2 separate regions of the Anas platyrhynchos genome follow, and region 1 is linked to region 2. The links are chromatin contacts, called in public Hi-C maps. All regions are on one chromosome and are shown on one strand. Each heading gives the region's core, a stretch centred on a gene start, on an enhancer-like site or on the middle of the called end of the contact. The rest is flanking DNA. Distances are from core to core; before and after follow the strand shown.

The links. A called contact is a pair of places that touch in the nucleus more often than the background predicts.
Region 1: a Hi-C map of small yellow follicle shows a contact between it and region 2, with 3 times the contacts expected there. The contact joins the promoter of GAREM1 here to the enhancer-like site in region 2. A contact is called at or near these places in 5 of 8 Hi-C or Micro-C datasets (liver, skeletal muscle, small yellow follicle and 1 more).

The regions. Positions count from the first base shown.
Region 1 is chr2:44,829,505-44,834,765 of IASCAAS_PekinDuck_T2T, forward strand. GAREM1 (GRB2 associated regulator of MAPK1 subtype 1) reads right to left here and starts at 2,724. Exons shown (of 6, transcript XM_027452172.3): 1 at 2,192-2,724. The coding sequence starts at 2,312.
Region 2 is chr2:44,716,667-44,721,665 of IASCAAS_PekinDuck_T2T, forward strand. No RefSeq gene overlaps it. Among named protein-coding and RNA genes, the nearest start is that of MEP1B, 34 kb to the left of the region's middle. Within about 2 kb of position 2,420, at least 3 of the 8 cell types and tissues checked have an H3K27ac peak or open chromatin away from gene starts, as enhancers often do. A contact at or near this core is called in small yellow follicle, where this site is marked.

The DNA.
Region 1 (5,261 bases), core at 1,474-3,973, 110 kb after region 2:
TGAAACTGCATTCATCATACCCATCCTCCCCCTTCAGGCTGAAAGGCCTGAAGGTGAGGCAACGGTGAAAAAATGGAGATCTTGCGTGCATATTATCCAAGAACATTACCCCTACACTGCTAAACTCCATTAAGTACGGAAACACCACAGCAAGGCTGGCCTCTTCTTAAGAAAATACATCTCCAGTTTTTCAGTCCCTGTCTACACCCTGGTCCTCCACAAGAAATAAGTTCTGACTGTCACAAAACCTCACCATGACTGAAATAACCAGTCTCGAAACAACCTGCTGCTGCAGACAGGGCAGCCAGCCACACCGCCGAAAGGTGACTGAAGACAGACATCTACAGGTGGTTTGACTTCCAACAGCACTGAACTTGCAGCTTCCGCTGGTCTCAGCAGGAATTCAGTGCTTAAAGGTGGAGACCAGGGCTGTACCCCGACAAAAGCCGCAGAAGACCCTACTTTGTTAATAGGGGTGGCCCTAACCTGCCAAAGCATTGGATGACATGCACCTGGAATGGATTTGACGTGTGTTTCCTTCAGGACTGCACCAAGCAATTCCCAACTTGTCTCCTTTGGGACCCTATGCGCTGACTCGTGGCTGCTGCCTCTTATTGCCAGACAGCCTCCTTTGGAAATGGGAAAAGCATCCCCTTCGCACCACCGAGACCACGGCGCCTATGTTCTCTACGAAGTATTGATTTGTCTGCTGTCTGTAGTCCCTTGGGTTATAAAGGTATGTCTGTACAAGTAGGTAAAAGCAGACCCGGGAACCTCTGCCCGTGCTCAGAACTGGCCACACCTCGGCCAGCTCCAGCCCAAAGCCCTTCTGCCACACTAGCTCCATGCTCTATCCTAGCAGGGCTTAGCATAGGGTCGAACTTTATTCACAGGACAGCTCACCAACAGCTGCCACCCGTCTGGCCATCCCAGGACACAGCCAAAGAAAGCTAAGCGTGCTTTAAGTGTGGCACACCAGGAGCAAACAGCCTGTGCACAAGCTCAGCAACATCGTGTCTCGGTTCAGACACATTCCTCTCACCAGGGCTGACACTAGACCACCCCCCCCCCCAAAAAAAAAAAAAAAAAAAAAAAAAGCCCATGAAAGGGGCAGAGGGGAGAAATTCCTCTCCTCAAAACCCACACAAGGCTCTTCCAGGTCCCTCCCAATGAAGGGATTCAAGAGGAGTGGGGAGACTGGGAAGAAGTCTAAGACACAGAGAGGGAAATTAATAAGTCATCAATACACATACACCCTGTCAAAGCCTGAATCACTGCCAGGAATCTCAAGCGAATTGACAGCCTGAAGTGCAGTGACTGGAGGCCATCTTAGCTGCTTCCAGTGACAGGAGGTTTTACCAGGAGGTCCTCCTTGATACGGCAGCTTGGCCGCTATCACCGGACAGCACAAGCTCACCGGCGTGCCAAAACAGCCGGCTGCAGTTGAGATGGCAAAGACGCCTTCCTTTAACCTGCTCCCGAGCACCAGCTCTGAGGAAACACCAGTACTGCACAACCCAGGGACAAAGTCACCAAAGCCCTGGCTGGGATCGCCAGCGGGTGACGGGAGCTGCAGGTAGGCAATAAACCAGCCCAGGGCTCGCTGGCACAGCGGGCAGTGACAGGGGACAATGCCCACACTCTCCTGTCACTTTGCAAACGAAGAGAAAACTTTATCAGGGAACCGACCCACGGCAGCGGGCACCTCCAGGGCCACTCCATCGGGTACCCCATTACCAAACCCGGCCAAAAATCTCGGTTTTGAGTTATCGTCAGCTTTCCCGCACAGACGGGAGGGCCGGAGCGGTTTCGGGGAGCCGCCACGCAGTGATATCGCCAAGCGGCCGTCTGAGTTTTTGGGGAGAGCCCCCTAGCCCCCCGGCCGGGCTGCTTCCTAAGGCAAGCACCCGGGCTGCTGCCTTACGTCCTGGAGCAGCGAGAGAGACACACGCAGACTTGGGAACTGCAGGTGGGCAGCCACAGCACCGCCGACAGAAAGTTCCCGGGGGCTCCTCACGCCGCCCCTGCTGCTTCACAGCCTCCCTCGGTGCGGGATCTGCCGCCCCCCTGCAGCATCCCCCCTGCAGCACGGCGGCTGCCGGGCACCGCTGCCCCCCGCTGCTCCCCCCCGGCCATCTCGGTGCCAGCTCCCGCTCCCGGTGCCCGCTCCCGACCCCGGCGCCCCACACACCGCTGTCCAGCCGGGCGAGCTGCGGCAGGCGGTAGGTGCTGACGAGCAGGTCCAAGGGCACGGCCACCGCGCTCCACTTGACGTCCTTCAGGCTGAAGCCCGGGCAGGGGCCGGGGTCCATCTTCCCACCCGGAGCAGGGCGGGCAGCGCCGGCGGGACGGGAAGGGAAAAAGGAAGGGGGGACGGGGGACGGAGCTCGCCTCGCTCAGCTCCGCTTGATGCGGGACATGCCGGGCTAGGGGAAGGGGGAGGCCGGCCGGGAGGCTGCCGCTGCTCCCGCCGCCCCTCGGCACCGGCTGGGGCCGCCCGCTGCCGCCGCCGCCGCCGCGCCTGGCCCAGGAAGCGCCATCCCGGCACTGACTAATCAACAGGGTGCGAGCAACGCCTGCGCAGCTGCCGCTCCTCCCCGCTCCGAAAAGGAAAGGAAAGGAAGGGAAAGGAAAGGAAAAAGTGCCGGCCCGGCCGCACGGCGGGGAGCGCGGATCGCCGCCGCCGAGCTGAGCCCAGCCGAGCCCAGGCCAGCCCTCTCGCTCCACCCTCCGGGCGCTCCCCCGAGGCGCAGCCCCGGGAGTGCGTGTGGGGGGGGGTTTGGGGTGTGGGGGAGTGTTTTCGGGCGATCCCAGCGCAGGTTGTGGCCTCCTTGGGGCTGGTGGAAAGCCCCCTGCACGCTCGGGGCTAGCAGATGAAGCGCGTTTCAGGGCTCTCGTTTAAGGAGCGCTGCCCCTCGTCGCCTGGCTGCTCGGGAAATTTAGGAAATTGACCTGTGAGATCCACCCTACCCTCAGAAAAACCCAACCACAAGCCAACCTTGATTGCTATGTTTAGTTTTCACCCATGAACCAAACGGATATTGCAGGTATGAAGAGCAGTGGAAGGAGCATCTTTGGTTTCTCTGTTCCGCTATTACTGCACGTGCAACTATTAAACATATTCCCTATTTGATGCTCTTCAGGCCATAGGGAAACCGAAAACCAGCTGCTGGTTCTCCTTGCAAGGTGGCTTACGTGAGGAGGTCTCACAAAGCGCTCTCTGTCACCGTTTTTTATCGCCATGCAGGATCCCCAACAGAAACCGAGGGTACTTAAACAGGAGCGAGTAACTCACAGGTGGCTGCCCTGTGCTGTGTTCAAGTTTACTTTGTTCACTTTTGTGTCAAAGCTATTTCACGGCAGTAAAACACTGTATTTAAGGCTATCCATACGTATACATTCAATGGCTCTAGGTGAGGCTGTACCGCTGACTAGAAACGGCGCCTCCCAGTGATTTGCAGGACGACAGCAGGCATCCCCAGCTGAGGTCCCTCTGTGGGATCCATCTCCCGTGGCACCTCTCTCCAGGATGGCTCGGTGAGCTCGTGAGGAGCCGTGGCAAGCAGCCGTCCAGCCGCCCGTGCCTCCTCATGCCCCTTAGTAAGGGGCTGACCGCTGCTGCCTACTTTGTGGCGCCGGGTGCCAGCACGAGGAGGGCCGAGACAGATCCGCTCTTGTTCTGGTCTGCTGCAAACAGGCCTCAAATGGACTGTGGAAGCCAAAGAGGATGACACAAGCCCAAGTTAGCTTGCTTTAAATGGGTCTGGGTTGCTTTGAACTGCATACTGATGTGGGCCCGTACTTCAGCTATGCAGTCTGGCTCTGGGATTTCCCAGCCCTATGAAAAACCTTCATTCTCTGAACTCAGTCATGGTGCTGTTAGATCCTACTTACCAGAACTGCTAGCTTTAAAAGACAATGTGGATGATTTTTTTTTTTTTTTTTTCAAAGTCGATTCCTCTTTATGAAGTTTGCAGAATGCTTTGAACTACTTCAGTGAACTGAGCTATTGAAGTGCAAAGTGATATAATAGCTAAAAGCACTGCTGTTGAAACATGGAAAGCCAAAGAATGGTTTTGACTTGTTCAGGTTTGATGAGGTTACTGGACGCAGTGTGCAAGGTAAAGCAGATCAGGTCAGACTGGGATTCACCAGGACCTGGAGCACTAGTCTGTCGAGATGTGTTTCTAAACGCAATCCTAGCCAGCATTAATTCCAGGATAGATATGGCCTCGCGGCGTATGCTGCTCCCAGGCATCATGCAGTTCTGCTATCTGGGAAGAAACATGTCTTTCACACCTGAAACAGTTACTGCTGATTTTTCATTAAAAAATCGTTCCTTCTTCTTCGGTGTAGTCACACGTCTTTTAAGCCTGTCTTCAAATATAACCCTGTTTGTGTTTTCCCTCACCAGTGGAAGTATAGCCTCCTCTAACCCATTCCATTGGAGCAAGACACATTTTTTTAAGTGCAATTTCTAGATCCTATCTAAATTTCATTTAGTTATTTCCAGGCAAAGAGACATCACAAAGCCTATTATTATTTAAATGTCTCACTTGAGCTCTTAAATTGACTTTGTAATGTGTCCTATCTGTACTATAGCTGAACCTTTTTGAAAGATATTATTGCACACACAGTATTCAAATCACAAGAACATGCGAATCGCAGACTATTTCGTACTTTAACTGTACCTTATGTATAATTAACACTTTAGATATAATCATTTCTCTGATGTTTAGCGATGCCTCAGTCCTTTAGTATGATCTCTTACTAAAGTCTCCTCCTGCGCAAAATACTAATGAAGCCATCAGACCTCTAGAGAAATTAAAGTTAGCAAATCTGCTTCAGGATCAGGACCTCAGTTATGCAATATCATAATTTTTCTGCATGGGTGTTTCAGGTGGCATTCATTTTTTTTTTAATGTCTACAGGAAATTGTAGCCATAAAAGCATAAGCATAGGCAGGGGGACTCAGAATAATTCCTAAAACTAGTCTTAAATGCATTTTGAATTGATTGGGTCTCATGTTGATTTATCAACACATTTACGCAGCAGGCTGCAAAATCCCCAGTATATTTATTCCATTGCTAATAAAATGATTTTTAAAGCATTTCAGATCATCATCAATTCATATCTATGCTAACATTTGAACTGGATGTGTATGTAAAAAAAAACACACTAATTTTAGTATGAATCTGCTAGTTTGCTTTACACTGTAGAATGCATACACCAAATAAAATTCTGAGCCTTATACAGTATGC
Region 2 (4,999 bases), core at 1,170-3,669:
AGTCGAGGTTCCAGGATGCAGGGCTGGAGTCAGGAGGTGTCATTTCTTTAGGTGCAGACTGCCAGTGATATCAGAACAGAGAAGTGGTATTTCTCCATTTTTTTTCGCTGTTAGAGCTCAGGGACTTACCCTAAGACACAGATGCTATCCATCTGTTAAAAACAATAAAACAAACAAAAAAACTTTGATTTTCTTAAATATAAGCTGAAGTCTCCTGTCTACTTGGACTGCATTTTCAGTCTATATCTTTACTGCCAATAGCACAGACAGTCAGATATCAAAAGAAGACAACTGCCAAGCAACCTGCCTTTTCTGAACAGTCATCCTGTCAATTGCTGTTTCTTAAGTCTAGAGTGGTTGCTTAGAGACTTTTGTAGCATTTGATGCAGCAATGGCAAAATATCTGTATTATGCTCTGATTTTATTTGGAAATTATGAAGAAATTAAATATATGATGATCTCATTTTCCCACTTCTATCAATTTCATATTCTAGTTTATTACAAAAAGAGAGAGCTAAAGTCAAGCATTAGTAGTTCCCTTTGTGCAAGGAGATTAGGAATTCTTTGCAGCAGACATATTCCATGTGGCTGCTATCCTTGTATTCTCCTCTTTCTGAGAATCAACAGAATGAGCTGGGTAAAAATAACTATTACCACACCAATTCAGACTGATCAACCCACCTACACACTAATTTGCTGGAGCACACACAAATCGGTCTCCTTTGTGTTAAAATTCTTCAAAATCATCCCTGGTGCCTTCTTTCTCTATTTTCCTTATTTCTTTTTCAAACTGCATGTTTTAATTTTGTTTTCCCAGTCAAGTTCATTACTTACACCAAGCACACTGTAGCTGGTATCAAAAAGGTTGCAGACAGGTTTTCATTTTCACTTGCTCGTAATTCCTAAACTCCCTCCAATTGGGATGAAATGTTCTGTGCTTGATCTCTGCCTTTGACTTCACCTTCTGTGAAGACAAAATAATGTCAAAGATGTTTAACTTGAATGTCTGGAACTTAAAAGAACAAAACCAAACTTCACTGTTTCCCAAGGTTGCAGTGCTTAATCATACAATACATAAACATTATTGCTCTTCCAGTGAAATACTCATGGGAAAAATGTAGTTGTGTGCTCTTTATCAGATTTGAATCTTATCTCTGAACAATTTGATGGAACATTTTGATTAACATCTTAATGATAGCATTTCTGCTGAGAGGCTACTAATATGTAACTAGAACCAGCCATCTTGTTCTGCTAGAGCTCTGTGTGTGCATTTGTCCTTGATTTTTTTTTTTTTTATTTTAGCACCATCTGGATCCATGTCATCTATGCTGGAATTAAAAAAAAAAAATCTCAAATCCTGTTAGCAACACGTCTCCCTCTTCATCTGTGATTGCTTTTTTTTCATACATCTCATCATGTTGTGAACACCAGAGCTTGGCTGCAGCTTTCACTCATGTAAATGATGTTTGCTCATTCAGAACAGAGAGTGATGAGTTACACAAAATAACGTCAGGACTTCAGCTTAGTTTGTTAAGCAAGCTGTTAGTTTATTAAGCCTGGTAGTTATTACGTTGTTTGGTAAACTTCAGTTTATTAATTGTGGTAAGAGTTTCTGTTGCCACTTGGAAAAGTCAGGCTGCTACTTTTACGCCTTCTTCCCTAGCAAAGATTTGTCTGGGTAAGGCGGAATTAAGGAGAGGAGCAGAAAATGAATGTATCTATTACCTCAGCTGGGTAAAGGGTCATCTCTGCAGGCACTTCTGACAACTGCAGGTTTGCCTTGGCCGAAAGAATAGTGATCATGCTTAAGGTTTGGCATCTGTGATTGCATGGATGTGGAAAAAGAAAAGCCACTGGGAAAAGAAAATATGATTTTTCTTAAGTGAAAAAGAGAGACAGAGAAAGAGAGACAGACATTGAGAAAGAGAGAGAGAGAGAGGATAAAATTAAGATAGCAACCCACCACTGTGGGTCACTGCATGGTAGTTTATGGGCCACTTCTCCCAAGCAGATGCTGTCTTGCACTGTGGAGCACAAACAGTTCCTGCTACTCAGGAGCCTGCTGGTTTGCTCCCCTTTCCATAAGTTCCCACCTCACAGCAATTGACACTATGCACCTCCATTTTAAACCCATTTCCATTAGCTTCTAGCAAAGCACACCTCTCAGGCTTGCAGGCACCACGGCTCAAAGGCTGCACTGGCACAAGCATCACAAAAACATATTTCATCGTTGGAAGCTGCAAGACTGAAGAAAAACTTGGAAGCCTAACACCTTCCAAGGCCTCTGCTGAGGAGAAAGCCAGTGGTGGCACCCTGTGCTGCCAGCTCTGCTGGCCTTGAGAAGCACCCTTTCCTCCGCAGGCTGCTGCAGGGGCAGATATAAATATTTGTCCTCTGTGGGAGGAAAGCCACCATCCCGCTCCTACTCCCCCTTGCCAGACCCTGAGCTGTCCGCCTTTCTTGGCTGTGTCCCTGAGTGGTCACACAGGCAGCCCTGCGTGGGTTGGCATCAGCCCTCCTGTGCTGCCCACAGCCCTGCCCACAACAGGCAGGCAGAGCACCAGCGTGCAGCCGCCTTCCCCCTGAGAATGGAGCCTGAACTTTGGAACAGATTTGAATTTCTGAGAAATACAAATTGCCACAGACGCGTTCATTTTGAATGCAGTCCCAGCAACCTCAAAGGTACTTCTGAACTGAGCTGTGGGGGAAGGAGGAACAGAGGTTTACTTACCTTTTTTTCCCCCAAGGTGATCGGGATGAGCACAAGAATAGCTTTGAATACATGAGCAGGCTGGGATTCAGATGAGCAAGATCCAGACCTTTGTGCTAGCAGAGCTGTATAAATGCCTTCATTTAACTACAGTCCTGCCCTGGTGCCCAGACGTGGTGGTGCCACTTACTTTTCTAAGTGCATGTCAGATCACTCTCAGACTGGCTGTGGATGGGCTTGCACATTTGCTTTTTGTCTTGCTTCCCACAGCATCTCAGTGATCTGGTAGAATAGGGCTGGGCTAAAAATGACATTTTTTTTTTGCTCCATTCCACAGCTATTCTTTGGCTGTAAAATCCTTTCATCTTCCTTAATAGGGTGGCACTGGGACTATTTCAAGGCGTTGAAATAATACCAAACAAAATACCAATAATACCAACAAAATACCAAGGACACGCTGCCAGAGAATAGCCAACAAGTTTAGCATCCAGGTCTGGTCTGGTGACATCTGAGGCTGAGCCCAGCTATATCTTTCCTTCGTTGGGGCAGAAACACCACTGTGGGTGCAGCAAACCCATCCCTACAGCAGCAGTAGCCCAGGTTTTTCCTGGGCAACATCTCCATAGGAAGGGATGGGCACTCTGGTGGCACCAAGGCAGGTTTGTGGTGCAGGAGCCAAAGTGTGCAGCCATCAGTGTGGGGCCTGGCACACAACAGGAGGGCTGTAGAGCTCAAAAGACAGAAAGTTTGCTATCTTTGGAAATGCAAGGCTGAGCATCAGTTTCTTAATCAGCAGTTACAGCTGCTGTCAACTGCCTTCCTGGGGACCCCCTGCTGCCAGTGGAAGTGATTTAGGGAATATTTTGCCCTGCGAAGATCACCTCTTAAAGGGGAACAAAAAGCTCTTCGCCATCCCTCAACTGCAGGGTCAAGGCCTTTTGCGCACTAGTCTCAGAGTGCTGCAAAAATGGAGTAGCCTAGTAAGCGGTAGAGAAATCCTCTCCTTTCTTTACTACCATTTTATTCAGCATATATGCGAATGATTATTTTCTGCTGAATGGCTTGTGGAGTATCCATGAGTGCACCATTTATTTCCCTTATGTCATTAAATGTTGCAACATGTCCTCCCTCCCCACTGTGTTAGGCTTTTGTCACAAGAGCTGCTGCAAGCATTTGAAATATAAGCAGGCACCAATGAAGTCAAAATATGTTTTGCATGTTTTCACCCTACCAATAGTCACTGTGTGCAAAGAGGCCACGAACTCCTGAGGGCCTGGGTAGTCTCAGATGGAGCCACGCATTAGCAGGACTCCTGCTGCCAAAGGTCTTGTCCCAGCTGCAGCAGGGCTGTTTATCTTCAAACCTGAAGCTCTGGTGATGTTTAACAACCCAGCATGCCCTATGCAAACACACAGGAAGCTATTATGGAGAGGGAAACATTGTGGGTCCCAGCAGCTGGGGCCCCGACTCCTCTCTGTGGATGTGCAAAAGAGACACGAGTGGGAGGAGCATCCTAGTCAGGGACTGCAGGATGCAGGCCCAGACCTCTCAGCTGGGAGTGAGGGGCTATCATTATCCACTTGCTGATGATGGCAGGGGCTAAACACGCTGATAAACATGAATCGGGACATTCAAGCTCTGAAAGGAATGGACTTGAATGAGATAAATGTTCTTGCACTTACAAAGTATTTTTGCAATTAATTGTCCAAGTGCCCCTGGGAAAAGGGAAATCAGTTTCCTCAATTTATTGGAAAGACAGCTAAGTCAGGACTATTCGGAGATGTAAGTAAGAGCTCAGAGCAACTCAGATTGAGAAAAGGCAACGCACCAGCGCCTGGTTGTGCATTTGATCCTTGCTGCCCCAGCAAAGCCTTTCAGCCCAGGCATGCCTGCACAAGCAGGGACATGGCCCTGGCTGGCCCTGAAACACTTCTTGCCCCTTGTCACTAAATCCCAATGGCCAGTGGCTCTGTCCCTGTAGATGGGTCAGGGGATGCTAACCCTGGTCCTGCAAACTCCAGACAAGTTTGATGCAACCAGCATGCAGTTATTAAGGCAGCCAACATCGACAAGCTACCACTAGATATTCATCATAAGCATTTTTTACTTAGCGTTTCTAACCAACCTCCTGCAAGGAGGTAGATGGCTATGACTCTGAAAGTGTTGTAAGAACATCATTAGTATTAGGTGAGAGCTGAATGTTGAGATGGATACTGAGAAGTGGCAGAGTTTTTCTGTTTTTCAAGTAACAAAGATCAAAACTTCTGAAGTTTAAAGCATTCACTTAAA